Regions from separate parts of the Mus musculus genome. Here all the other regions are linked to region 3. A link is a contact called in public Hi-C and promoter capture Hi-C data. All regions are on one chromosome and are shown on one strand. The core of a region is the stretch at or near the end of the contact, and the rest is flanking DNA. Distances in the headings are between cores, read along the strand shown. Region 1 holds the start of Cpz (carboxypeptidase Z). Region 2 overlaps Afap1 (actin filament associated protein 1). Region 3 holds the start of Ablim2 (actin-binding LIM protein 2).

Region 1 (4,415 bases), core at 106-2,605, 230 kb before region 3:
GGAAGACTGGACCCAAAGTTGTCCCTCCCTCCAGAAATATTCCCTGATGTGTCGTGGTTCTCAGCCCAGGCAGGGACAGAGCTCACCTGCGTGTCCTGTCTCAGTGAGGAAATGGGTGTCTGTAAGGCAGCCTTGGGCTGGGGCTAGTACTCCTGGTGCGGAGCAGGCCAGGAAAGGCTTCCTGTAGCAGGTTTTGAATCTATGCATTTTCTGGGATACCAAAGGTTCAGAGAAAGGCCCTCCACTGAAAGTTCTAGCAGCGCTCCACAGCCATGCTCTGCACACAGGCCCAAACATGCTTGCACATGTACACACTTGCCCACTGACCTGTATTTTACTTGTCTATCCTACAGGAGGATGGATAGAGGGCTGGGGGAGGCCAAGGGTAGGGAGGAAGCCCCAGGCTGAGGGCAAAGAAAAGAGGCATTGTGTAGCTGGAGCAGACAGCCTCTCAGGTGACCACAAATCTTAGCTCTTAAAATTCTACAGCTGATACCATGGGCTCCAAAGACCCTAGGGGCTCCGACTAGACTCAGGTGGCTGTTGTTGATAAAGACATAAAGGATGTGAACTAAATGTATCCCCAACCAAATAAGAGGGAAACTGGAGCCCAACTTCTGGAGGGGCAGAGGCACCAGAACGGAGTCCAGAACTCCAAACCCATCCTCAGGACCCTCCGTTGTGATCCCTGGGTGTCCCTCCTTCTCCCTGTCCTATCCCTGCCGAAACATTCCACCCTTCTCAGGGCTACTTCCGGAAATAAAAAGTTATCCTCATTGCAGCCAGGAGTTTTGAAGTCAGGAGTCTGCTGTGGCCAGCACCTACCCATTCCTGGAAGGACAGGGGACTCAGACCGCCTTGTCCTGAAGTCCTGGCACCTGCTCACTCTGACCTACTTTCGGATCCCACCAGGCCAGGTGCCTGCTCTGCCGTGGCGGTGCTGGATGCCTGCAGCCGAACCGTCTCCCCCGGGGTCTCTGGCTCAGATGCTGAGACAGCTCAGTGCCCCAGCAAAGTTTTCTGTACTGGCTAAGGTCTCAATGTGGCACCTTCAGGATATTCTACCCAGGTGACAGAATGCGACCTACAAGGAGAGAAAAGTTCCCAGGTGGCTGGAGAAAGGGGTATCTAAATCTACCCACAGGGGCGGCTGGGACCCTACCGGAGGGGTCGGGTCCAGGCGAGCAGCTGGGGCTGGGGCGCGCGGCAAGGGCCAGCACGGCCAGCGCAGCCAGCGCGGCCAGCAGCAGCGGCATTGTCGGCATGGTGGGCACAGATGCACGGATGCGCGGGAGGGCGCAGTGATGTGGCACTCGGGGAGCGCGAGAGGCGCTGCTGGGCCCTTCGGCTGAGGAGGGGGGGAGGGGTGAGGAGCGGGCTCAGGAGTCGGGTTACAACCGGCAGCGCCAGACACTGGAGAAGGGATTCTAACGGGGAGGAGGAGGAAAGGCAGATAAAAGCCAACCTGCCCCCTAACCCTCCAGGAACTCCGCCTCCTAAAGAAAGGGACTTGCCCTCTTATGGGAGGCTCTGGGGAGCTAGTCGTCAAATGCTTGCTGATTTGGCCTAAAGACTTTGATTTGTGGGCGGGTGGAGACAGCATCAGAAGTAGAGATGGGTCCTGGCCCAGAGCTGACCCCAGCTGGAAGTGAGCCAGGCCTTGGTCAGAGCCAGCTAAATGAGGTTGACTGGGTCTCTCATGCCTGTCCCCTGTGTGGATTCTCTCCCAGGGAAGCTGCGTGTGGAGCCAAGGTGCTGGTACCATCGCACCCCTGCCTTGATGCTGTCAGTGCTCTGATCCTCTGTGTGGGGCTGTGTTCCAGAAAAGTCCCCCGAACTTTGATTCCACCACTTGCAGGACCCAGCAGGGACCTAGCTCAGAGGACCTTCCTGAAGGATTGTGCATCTACCCCAGAAGGTGGCCTGAAGGCAATGTCATGAGGTGGGGAGGCAACAGCCCACTGGTGACCAAACTCTAGAGACTCCTATACAGCTGGTCCCCAGCCCTCGCCTTCCCCCACTTAGAACTCACTGGGTAGATCGCTAAGGCTGCCAGCACCCAAGGAAAGATGGCCAGGAGCTCTGTGTGCTCTCCTTCTAGGCCTTACCATTTGGTGCAGGACAGACCCTGACACAGATGTCTAGCTCTGTGCAAATCTGCCTGCCAGCCCCTTCTCACTGCCCCACTGCTATGGTCCAGTCAGTGTGCACATGTCACAAGCTTGGGGACAATACCTGTGGGACACCAAGGTAGCACTTAGTAGAAGTATTTGGCCCAGATGACATTTGGGGCCATATGCCTTCATGGGCATCCTTTATCAACTGTCCTGGATAGCTGGAGGCTGTGGACAAGCCACTTAGCCTTGGGTGAAAGGTTATAGTCTGTCACTGAATGAGATCCTCCTACTCACAGGGTGCACAGTCCACTTCCATAGCTCTTCAAGTCAGAGCCCTTCAAGGTAGCAGGGCCATACCCACCTCAGCTCAGCTTTTCCCTTGCAAGGGCACTTATTGTCACACCCTCCAGTCCAGTCCGCTTGACAGGCTGAGAAGCCTAAAGCCACTCATGAGGCAAAGAGTTTCATAGAAACTCACCTCCTGGAGTTTTGGTGTTATCATTTACCCACATACTCATACTCTATTCCCGCGTTAGTCTGGTGTATGGAACTATGAGTTCTCTTTTAACCATAAAAGAGCCAGGGAATCCCACTGAGATAGAAATCTTTAGTACAGGCTACATTGCATATTAGAAGCAAGTTGGTGAATTCTCCTGACAAATGAAGATTCTCCAGTTACTTAAAAGTTACACTCATATAAGAATTTAGCAAGGCCTAGGAATTAGGGGGGTTGTGATATTGCATTATTCTTGAGGTCTGCCAAGAGCAGTACCCCCTGGTGCTAGCCTTCACAAGGTTCAAAGGTATAACACTAGAATGTGAAATCCTTACCTGTCACTAAGCGACCCTAGGCAGGACTGCTTTATCTTTACTGTAAACATTTACCTGGTTCCTGTAAGTCCCTTTGTAGTCATTCCTTTGTTTTGTATCAGGTAACTTCAATGTACCTTGCCTGCTGTGACTTCTGACCCCTTGTATTTTCTGTACTATATAAGACTGATGTTCACTTTGTGAGAATACATTCAGATTCTACACAATCTCTCATGTTGGTCTGTCTGTCACTCTACCGATGCTTTGCCCAGAGACCCATTCCACGCAGACAAAGGGACCCTGAGGGTCTGCGGCAACTTATGTCTGCCCACTAGCCTCCCAAGCTCCTACCTTTGACCTTCCCTTTGGAGGGGCTCCTGGCTAAGGCCCTCATCTCTGAGTCCAGCTGGCAGTGGGCAGGCTGTGGGAACTGCGGGTCTGCTGCTATCCCCTTCTGCCAGCAGGTTTGAGTCTCACGCACAAAAGCATGCAGCTGTGGGACCTGGCTGTGCAGCCCTCGGTGGGGGCTTGGTCTTCATCCTCAGCAGTACATAGGAACCCATGCAGCTTAGAGACCACAGCCCTTCCGACTTGATAAAATAGGCTCCACAGAGCTACCATCATCACCCTCCAGACCCCAGATGTCCTGGCACCAAGATCTCCCTTCTAACCCAACCTCTGGCTCATCAGCCAAGACAATGCAGTCCCCCTATTAAGCTATTCTTCAAGAGGAAGACACAGACAGGGTTACACTTTCCCAATGGAGAAGGGACTGCATCCTCTCCATCTGACTGAAGCTCTAGACCAGAGCAGGCAGCCAGGCACAACAGAGGCCTCAGGACAGAGCAGCTTCTGCACGGCCAGGATTGAGCTAGGTGACCAGCAGGGGAAGCTCGAGGGTGTCTACACAAGCCTCAAAGCCTGGAGCAGGAAGAGAGGCTCCACAGGAGCATAGCCACTGTCCTCCCAGCTATGAATGGACACCCCTTCCCCTCCCCCAAGCTTGGCCAGCCTGGGCACTCTCCACTGCCTTAAAGTGATGGACACAGCAGGGAGTAGGAGCACACAGGTGGGGTGTGTCACTCCCTGGCCCCTGATGATGCTGGATGTGTGGCTTCCAGGGTACTCATATCAGGGTAGGTACCAAGCAAGGCCCTGAGGGCAGCAAGGCCTCAGACAACAGCCACCAGGTAGCAAGGAGAGTGTTGGGGTCTATGACGTTGCTGGCAACCTAGGCTTAAGGGCTCTGAGTGGGGTTAGCTGGAGGTGTTGGGAGGGGCTTGCTACACACAGGAAGTAGGAGGTGGCTTCTTCAAAGAAGGCTAGAGCCAGAGCCCCTGTGGAGGGCTGAGAAACCTGAGCACAGAGCTTTAGAGAAGGGTCAGGTTGGGAGTGGGCAGCCATCCATACACAACACAGCTCTCACCCCCAAAACAAGGAGATGACACTTGAGCCAAACTTGAGTTACTGTAGCCCAGACAGCACCCC
Region 2 (4,253 bases), core at 81-2,580, 200 kb after region 3:
GGGGAACCGTGAACCTCGATTCCCCATGGCCCCCAGGAGCACACAGTCAGACTCCAGGCCCACAATGATGCTTTGTGGGCCGCCCAGAGAACCACACAGAGGTGGCCTGTTCCACTCTGTCAGCAGCGGCTGTGGTGTCAGCAGTGGCCTGTGGCTTGCCTGAAATTGTGACATTCAGGCTGGGGAGGATTTTTTTTCTGGGTTCCTCCCATGTAAGCCTCAGGCTCCGGAATCTCTTCTGGGAGTTTGTGAGAAGGAGAGCCTCACTGTGCTGCAGGCTGATCCATATCAATGCAGGCCCTCCAGAGCCTTTGAGGTTTACAGAGGCATGGGCGTCTGATTGACTCATGCTGCCTCTGTGTATGTGCATGTGCGTGTGCGTGTGCATGTGTGTGTGTGCCTGTATGTGTGAGAGAGATATACACAGAGACAGGGAGGGAGGGAGAGAAGAGAAGAGAAGAGAGAGAGAGAGAGAGAGAGAGAGAGAGAGAGAGAGAGAGAGAGAGAAATGCACACACATATGGCGGCAGCAGAGGACAATCTCAGATGCTGTTCCTGTTCCTCAGGTGCCATCTGCCTCACTTTTCTGAGACAGGGCCTCCTCCTTGCCACTGCCCTAGCTCACAGAGATAGTTAGGCTGGCTGGCCAGTGAGCCTCAGGGATCCATCTCACTGCCTCCCCAGAGCTGGGGTTACAAGCACACGATGTTGCACCCAGCTTTTTTTATGTGGGTCCTCACCCTTCTCACCCCAGACACTCGTGCTTCCTCATCCTGACACTGCTTGTAGTTTCATTTGATGCCCAAGAGGTCGAGTCTTAGGCCATTGTGTAGCTCATTGTGATGATCTACCGTGGTCCATCTAGGCATCAAGGTCGGTTTTCTGGCTTGATGGAGGCTTCGCTTTTGAGTGATGGACAGCTGGCCCTTCCCTCTTTTTATCCTTCCTCCTGTAATTTGTTTTTTAAAACTAATTTTTAAAACCTTTTTATTGGTTCTTTGTGAACCTCGTATCATGCTCCCCAGTCCGCCTCATCGCTCCCTCTACCCCCTCCTGTGGTCTTAGCCTGTCCGTTCACTAAAGGAGAGAGGGGGCAGTTGTGCAGTGGGCGGCCTTCCTGGTGGCTCTTTCTTTCTCTGGGTTCCTCTCCTGGCTGCCTGGACTCTCCTTCCATGCTTGGTGTTCTCTGTTCCTTAAGGAGCGCTGGGTAGGAATGGCTTGAACCATGGTGGCTCCCGCTCACCCTCTGGTCTGCAGCGTGCTAAACTCCCAGCTCCCTTCTAACTGCTTCACATCTGACATGAAGTCACTCCGAGGCCTTGAGCAGCTGGCGAACAGACCAGAGAAACAACACGTTTCAAGATGCTGATGGACTGAAATGACCTCATATCCTCCCTCCCCCCTGTGCGAGCTACTTGCAAACAGAGGCGCTTAGCTAATTACAGCATGACGACTCCACTCATGAATGGTAGTTAATTGCGAGGAGTTTAATTTTAGTGTATTTCTTACAAGGGATGTAAATGATACCAGGCGAGAGAGATCTTTTTCTGAGGAGTTTGAATTGATTGCTCTGTTTTAATGTTTGCTCTTTTACTCCTGCAGTAGCAGAGCTTGAGGAGGTCTACCCATGAAAGTCAAAATGATTACCCAGCACTCAGCCCTAAGGAGTGCTCCCCCCAAACTCAGGGAGCATTGTGGAGGAGTGGGTGGGAAGACTGGATAATCCAGAAGTAGGGTGGGGGGCTCACAAGGCCCCACTCCCCCTTGAGGGATTATAGTTAAGGTCTGCCCATGGGAAGGGTGTGGTACCGAACTCTTTTTTTTCTGAGGATCTTTAAGCAGTTAATGGTTGCCCCAGGAGGGAGGGACATTTTCTTCAGTGATGAGCCACTGGTCCCATGCCTCTGCGCCTGTGAGTCACTATGCAAGCTTCTGTAACTAACCCTGATAAAACTCACTAGGTCCCAAGGTAAAAAACAGATGTGGGGCAAGTTAGGAAGAGAAGGGCCAGCTGGGGAGGGGAAGAGGAGGCAACAGGGTGACTATGGCAAAAATTATCTACATGTGTGACACGCGCTCACTAAGAAATCTATTGTGTATCATTAACATTAATATATGCTAATGAGTCAATGACAAAAAGGTATCAGCCATAGGATCCTAATTGTCTCAGCCTAGCAGAGCCTAAGATAGTCTAGCTCCTTCCACATCCACCACTGGACAAGTTACTTTATCAGAACCGTGATTTTAACTATTGTAATTATTATTATTATATTGTGTGTGTTCATATGTGGTGGTGGGCATGCTGAAGGGCAGAGGACAACGTAATTTCTCTTCTTCCACTGTGGGACCCTGGGCTTGAACCCAGTTTGTCAGGTCTGTACAGTGGGTGCTTTTCCCTGCCGAGCTGCAGAGGGGCTGGAGGTTTTAAAAACACGACTCTGAATCATTCGTATTTGTTGGGAACCTGAAAGACTTTATTTATTTATTTATTTTTGCTTTGTATTTTTCTAAATGCTGCCCTATGCTGATAGGATTGAGACATGCCCTTGCTAACTCTCCCTGCTCAGGGAACTTCTGTTTTGGTGTCTAGAACCACGAACTCCTGATTCTCTTGAAGGGACAAGGAGAAGCGGAGGGGGATGGGATGATGGGTATGAGCCTCCATCCTTCATTTCCTTTTACATCATAGAAGTGGGTGTTTTGTTGTTTTAACAGGGGAGGGGCTGGAGAGATGGCTCGGTTAGGCGTGTACGCTGCTCTGGCAGAGGACCCAGGTTCAGCTGGAAGCACCTATATACGTGGCTCACAGCTGCCTGTAACTCCAGCTCCATTGGGAAATGACACCTTTGACCTCCACAGACCTCTGCACTCACATGCATACACACACACAGGCACACACAATACATACAAGTAAGATAAACTAAGTCTTTTTTTAAAATTAAATAGAAAAAATTGAAAGCCCATTTCCTCTAGCACAGGCCTTCTGAAAATGGACTTCCAGGAAGTGTAGAACCACCATCTTACTCTGCTTTCTGAGAAGCCAGGCCTGCCCACCGCCATGGTTCTCGGGTTTGGTGTCACTGTCACTGGAATGTTTAAGTGGCTTCCAGCGGATGATGGTGCAGTACTGGTGCAGAGGGGGCAGCCTTCTTGGTCTTTGTCTGTCATCTATCCAATGCCATCTATCCAAAAGACGCTGTCTTTCGTTGGCTTGAAGCACTTGGGCCAGCTCTTCACCCCTGTGGCCCTCTGGCTGCATGCTCTTTGTGGCGTGTCCTCTCCACTTTGGGAGCTCTGGTCCAGCGTGCCCTCATGTGCACTTTAATCTTGGTTTCCATTCTAGAACTTTCTGGTTGTCCTTTGTCATCATGTCTGTCTGAAATCCCATCAGTCTGTCCACCACCCTCCACTTCATTGGCTGTTTAATATATATAACAGGCATCTCTGTTACAGCTGTTTTAGTGTCTGGTCATTCAGCACTGGGGTCATCTTTGTATTGCTTCTGAATTTGCCCCAGGAGTCTGCACAGGCTTTGGGATGTGTGGGAGGAAACCACAGAGACTACCCTCTGCTATTTCCCAAGAGCCAGGTGTAGCCCTGTTCCCAACAGTCCCTCGTTGTTAGGCACCATAGACTGTGGCCATGTTGCTTTGCTTCATATTACTCCTGCCTTCAGAATGGGTGCTGTGTTTTCACAGGAGTATGGCAGGGGACCAGAAAGCTGGCAAGAGGCCTGAGGTCTCCATGGACAGTGGACCAGGTGGCCAGCTTTCTGAAGCAGCCTAGGGATCTCTTTAGGTCTAGCCTGCCAGACTCTCTGTTCTGGGCTCAGCCTCCGCTCTCTCGAGACTATGGTATCCCTTTGACCCTGGAAGCTGGAACCTTCCTGATGGGCACTTGCCGTGCAACTGAACTTCCTTGGCAAAGCAGACACCTTGTGCTGGATGAAGTGCTCCTCATCTCGGGACCCTGTCTCCTCCCTGCCTGCCTTTCAGCCTCCTTATCACCTCCAAAATGATGGGAGGGCTGAGGGGTGAGAACTGGCTCCTGCAGGCCCTCGGACACCTAAGTTTTGTTTGGCTACTCTGTCATCTCTGGCTCCATTTGTGGCCAGCCAAGAGGGCAGCTGTGGAGAGCCTCTTTTCTCCAGGCAGGGGGAGCCCTTTTCTCCCAAGGCCCCTTCATCTTTAGGGTTCCCTTCTCTGTGGCTTCTCAGCATCTCCACACTCAGATGACTTTGAAAAGTGCTACGA
Region 3 (4,555 bases), core at 115-2,614:
CACTGGAACAGCACTATGAAATAATATCAGAATACTCAAGGATCTCAGAGGTTGCTAGGACACATAAGCATGAGCTTGCAGGCTCCTAAGAACTATCCTAAAGGATAGGGACTGTCCTTAGGTCTAACCAATGGAGGCAGGTGGAGTCAAAACACATTTTTGGAGCATGTAGAAACTAGTTTCCATTAGCAAGGTTTCTGGGCAAGAGATCCCAGAGGCAGCCCGTTCTTTTGTGGGCATCTGAGACTGGAAGTACAGCTGCCAGCAGAGTCTCTTGGTTTATAGGATGTAAAGAAATGTGCTGTTTCCTCGGGGCTTCTCCTCTTTACCAGAGCCTTTGGCCTCCTGGTCCCCTTTGAAATAGATGGACAATACTGATCACTGGGGAGGAATTTCTGCTTCTGCCTCAGTAGTACATGGAACAGCCCTGACCTGGGCCAAACGTCCCTGGCCTGTGCCTGTTCATGCAGTGGCAGATCCTGTATGTTCTCATTCTGGGCCCTGCGCATCCGTGCTCCCTCATCTCTCTAGGCTGTCTTCTTGTAGTCTCTTGTGCCCACCTGTTGTCACCACCGATACGAGGCAGGATCCACCTGCGCCTCCCTATGCTTTTCTTTCAGTCTGTTTTTCCACGCCCTGCGCTGGACGCCTGACGTCACAAGGGAATCGATTAGCGTATGGGCAGGATGGTGAGAGGGCAGGATGTGCCAGAGCCTCCTCAGTGTGCACCGCCTAGCGTCAGCCGAGCCGGGAGAGCGTCTGGGGCATAAGGCGAGGCTGCCTATCTTTGGAGTCCAGACACCTGCGTCTGGATCCCAACCCATTCAGACTTCGCCGTGTGTGTGTGTGTGTGTGTGTGTGTGTGTGTGTGTGTGTGTGTGTGTGTGTGATTAAATCCAGACTTCGCCGTGTGTGTGTGTGTGTGTGTGTGTGTGTGATTAAATCCTGTTCCTGCTTCGCTATCCCGCTTCTCCCCCTCCGCTTCAGTTTCCCCTTTTCTGTGCATTGGTAAGGAAGGGAAGGTCTATTGCTGAGACCTTCCATCACTCTTGTAGAGTTGCTCCAAGATCGCTTTTCCTTGGGCCTCCTTCTTTGAGAGTCCAGTGCTGAGATGAGCTACAGTCCTACACGCCTCCCTTAGACCCTGTTGACAGCTCTGCAGAGCTCTCGGAGCAGGTGCAGGAGGGTACCTGCGCTACCACCAGTCTGCGCCTGAGCGGAACACACAGCCTGCCGGGATTTGTAGTCCGCACGTCCAACTGCGGTGGCGCGCAGGCGGGCAGCCGGGGCACAGCGCCTACACTTCCCAGGATGCGACCCTCCCGCGGCTCGACAAGGGGCGTGGCCTAGCTGAGGGGCGGGGCAAAGGGGCGGGGCGGGAGCCCCGAGCTGCGGTGGCGCTGCGGGCAGCGGGTACTGTGTGCGCCGAGCCGCTGGCCTCAAGCGTGCTGAGGATCCTGCCAGCGCCGCACCTGCCCGCCCGGTCCTCGGGCTGTCGCAGCGCGGGGACCACCCTACTGGGAGCTGCCGCTGACATGAGCGCAGGTGAGAGCTGCGACCCGGAATCCGCGGGTTCGTAGCGGCAACCTCAGTAGGGTCTCGAGGACTGGATACACCTGCAGTGCGTAGCCAATTCCTCTAGCCAATTCCTGAGCCCAGCGGCTCCACCCAACTTTTTCTCCAGGGTGTGCAGCCCCGAAAGGCCGGCCTGCAGCCTCTGTCTCTAAGCCGGGGGCGCGGAGCGGCATATGCCGGAATTTCTTCCCACCGTGCCAGCTAGGGTGGCTGCGCAGGGCTGTCTGGCGGGCGTCACTCCTTGCTTCTCGTGGGGGTCCCAGGTTGCTTCAGTAAAGGGATCCAGGTCCCGGAAAGGGGCTCTGGGTCGCCGCAGTCCTAACCGTAGAGAGAGGTGTGATGACAGGCGGAGCTTTGCAGCAGGGGACTCCGCCCTTGCGCGGTTCCCGCAGAGCCTGGGTGGTGGCGTCTGGCAGACCCTGAACTCCCCAGGTTCGCCGTTGCAGATCTGAGTGCTAGAGCCTGTATGTGTGTCAGTCCCGGAGCTGTCTGTGCGCTGTTGTCATTATAGCCCTTCAGTTCTGAGCGTCTCAGCCCTACCTCTCTCGCCGCACCCACCCACAGGGATCTGACCGCCTCTGTGTGATGCTGGAAAATCCCACGTCCCTGCAACCCAGCAGCGCCTGTGCTCAGAAGGAAACTGAGATCTAGAGCTGGGAGGCCTTGGCTCAGGAAGCATCTGTACATCATCTCAGAATGCACCCATCTGACAGCCTCAAGAGTTCCGCTTGCAGGGAGGGCTGATCCTTTCATTCCTCAAGAGAGAGGGGTTGGCCTCCATTTTCAGGAGCCATGGGATGACCAGACTTCAATGACTTGAGCTCTGACAAGTGATAGGGATTTGAACTCAAGGTTCCCTGACTCCAGCATACTCCCCCTAACCCCCAAGCCAAAGTTACTACTAGCAGCAGTGTGGCCCTTGGCTACATTGCATAAACCAATGGGTACAGCAGCTTCCTCTAGGAGAAAGTGGACAGGGAGGGAATGAGCTTGGAAACAGCTCACTGTAGGCTCCTAGCCTGAAGTACCTCCTCCCAGGGGACTGTCCCCTCTCCCTCCTAGCTAAGGAAGGAGGGGCTTCTACCATGGATGTTGAGAGTAACTGAGAGCAAGTGGTATGGGAGGCGGGATCCCTCCTGAGATGTGGGTGTAAGGAGAGGGCATCCTCAGACTTGGCAGGACCTCCAGACATTTATCTGATGGCGGTGGGGATAATGGCTGGGTGTGTGCGGGTTAATTTCATGCTTTCAGGACATAATTGATACCTCTGTGTCTCCTGTAATCAGGGGCCCTCAGAGGGAGCACAGGTGCCCACACTTTGCATTTGTATTTGTAGTGTTTGTCCCCAGGGGAGGAGGGCTGGGATTGTTATGGCAAGGAGACTGGGGTTTGAACCATGGCGTGTCTGATGGTCTTTGCACTGGGACACCTTCCCAGTTTTGGCCTGCTCACCTGGAACTTCGGTTCCCCTCTAAGCAGGAAAACCCCACATGCAGCAGCCCCTCAGGAGTGTGGATGGTCATTGCCATTGCTGGGTGCTCTGGGCTCCATTTGGAAATGGAGCACAAGTGTTGTCTGGCCCACCTGTGGATCATGGCTTAGCTTTGGCCAGCCTAATGCATGCACAACAGAGATTCACCCTCATCGACAGAGGAGAGCGGGAAGAGACACATGGGTCCCAGTGTGGCTGCTGTGTACATATGGCAGGTCAGGGCTTTCATTGTCAACAGGGAAAGATTCCACTGTGCCACCCCTGGGATGACTGGCACCATTCTGGAACCTGGCATGGATGAGTGTCAGGGAGTGATACTGGTCCAGATGGGCAAGTGATGGGAGCCCCTGGCAACCTGTACTATGTCCTCGGCTAGAAGTTCCTTCCCAATTGTGGTGGGGACAGAGTGGGTGCTGCTGGGGTGTGACAGCACAGTGCTGCCCCATGCTAGTTCAGGTGTGGCACAGAGGCCTGTGAATGCCACCCTGGCTGTGGCTGCCTGTTGATTTCAAGTGACCAGGGAAAGAAAGGCTTACAGAGTGCCACAGGAAGGCAGTAGAAGATGCTGTTCCATGGCATGTGGTCTTGTTCTAAATCCAGTGTACTAGTCATGCTCTTCTCTGTGCCTCAGTTTCCCCAGATGTATGGAGGGAATCTCTACAGTTGTGTGTGCAGTGTAAAGTGAGCCTGTAAGGTGGTGTTGGGAGTGAGGCTGCACTGCAGCCCGTGTGGCCACAGCAGGATAAGGGGGCTAAGATCCAGGAGTGGATATGATGGACACCGTGCTAGCTCAGCCATCATGCACTGGGTCTCAAAGAAGGCTGTGTACTTGCTAAGATATACCTGGAGGTGGCTGTAAGCCTGGCTGAGCTGAGGTAGAGGAATGTGTGTGTGTGTGTGTGTGTGTGTGTGTGTGTGTGTGATTCTGTAACTAAGTACCACAGACCAAGGGGCTTTATGAGAGAAATCTATTTTTGGACAATCCTGGAGCCAAAGCAACCAAAATCAAGGCATCTGCAGACTGATTTCTTTCTCCTTGGCTCGTAGACAGCATCCCCATCCTGTGTCCTCACAGAGTTGTCCCTCTGTGTGCCTGTGTCCTGAAATCCTCCTCTTCCAAGAACGCCATGCTGATTAGATGAGGGTACATAAGGCTCATTTCATCCTAATGACCACTGTCAAAGCTGTGTCTCCACATACAGCCAGTTTAAGGTGCTGCGGCCAGGAGTGCATTGTGGGAATTCCGGTCATAACAGCTGAAGGACTGGGAACCCGGCTCAGCCACCTTTTACTCCCGTGGCTGCCGTGTAAGCAGCTGGATGGGACCCTGCCGTGTAAGCAGCTGGATGGGACCCGGGGTTGCTTTGGGTGCACCCACCCCCACTCAGGACACTGGGGCCTGGAGAAGGACAGGCACCCATCCCGGGTCAAGGAAAGTCCTTTGTGCATCCAGAAGCAGCCTGGCATTCTAATACACTTGGAATGTGG

Evidence for each region. Hi-C and Micro-C count contacts between places; a contact is called where the count stands out from the background. Capture Hi-C pulls out chosen DNA fragments and counts their contacts.
Region 1: a contact with region 3 is called in a promoter capture Hi-C map of adipose tissue. The contact joins the promoter of Cpz here to the promoter of Ablim2 in region 3. A contact is called at or near these places in 1 of 15 datasets of contacts at CTCF or cohesin (pro-B cells), 5 of 484 Hi-C or Micro-C datasets (the HL-1 cell line, the N1E-115 cell line, bone marrow-derived macrophages and 1 more) and 1 of 9 other capture datasets (adipose tissue).
Region 2: a Hi-C map of cumulus cells shows a contact between it and region 3, with 2.8 times the contacts expected there. The contact joins the enhancer-like site here to the promoter of Ablim2 in region 3. A contact is called at or near these places in 1 of 484 Hi-C or Micro-C datasets (cumulus cells) and 2 of 115 datasets of contacts at active chromatin or transcription factors (embryonic stem cells and extraembryonic endoderm stem cells).

The regions. Positions count from the first base shown.
Region 1 is chr5:35,524,271-35,528,685 of GRCm38.p6, forward strand. Cpz (carboxypeptidase Z) reads right to left here and starts at 1,356. Exons shown (of 11, transcript NM_153107.2): 1 at 1,163-1,356. The coding sequence starts at 1,265.
Region 2 is chr5:35,952,876-35,957,128 of GRCm38.p6, forward strand. The region is part of intron 6 of Afap1 (actin filament associated protein 1); the gene reads left to right. Among named protein-coding and RNA genes, the nearest start is that of Afap1, 62 kb to the left of the region's middle. Within about 2 kb of position 1,331, at least 40 of the 459 cell types and tissues checked have an H3K27ac peak or open chromatin away from gene starts, as enhancers often do.
Region 3 is chr5:35,756,516-35,761,070 of GRCm38.p6, forward strand. It overlaps Ablim2 (actin-binding LIM protein 2), which reads left to right and starts at 1,365. Exons shown (of 22, transcript NM_001177696.1): 1 at 1,365-1,545. The coding sequence starts at 1,536.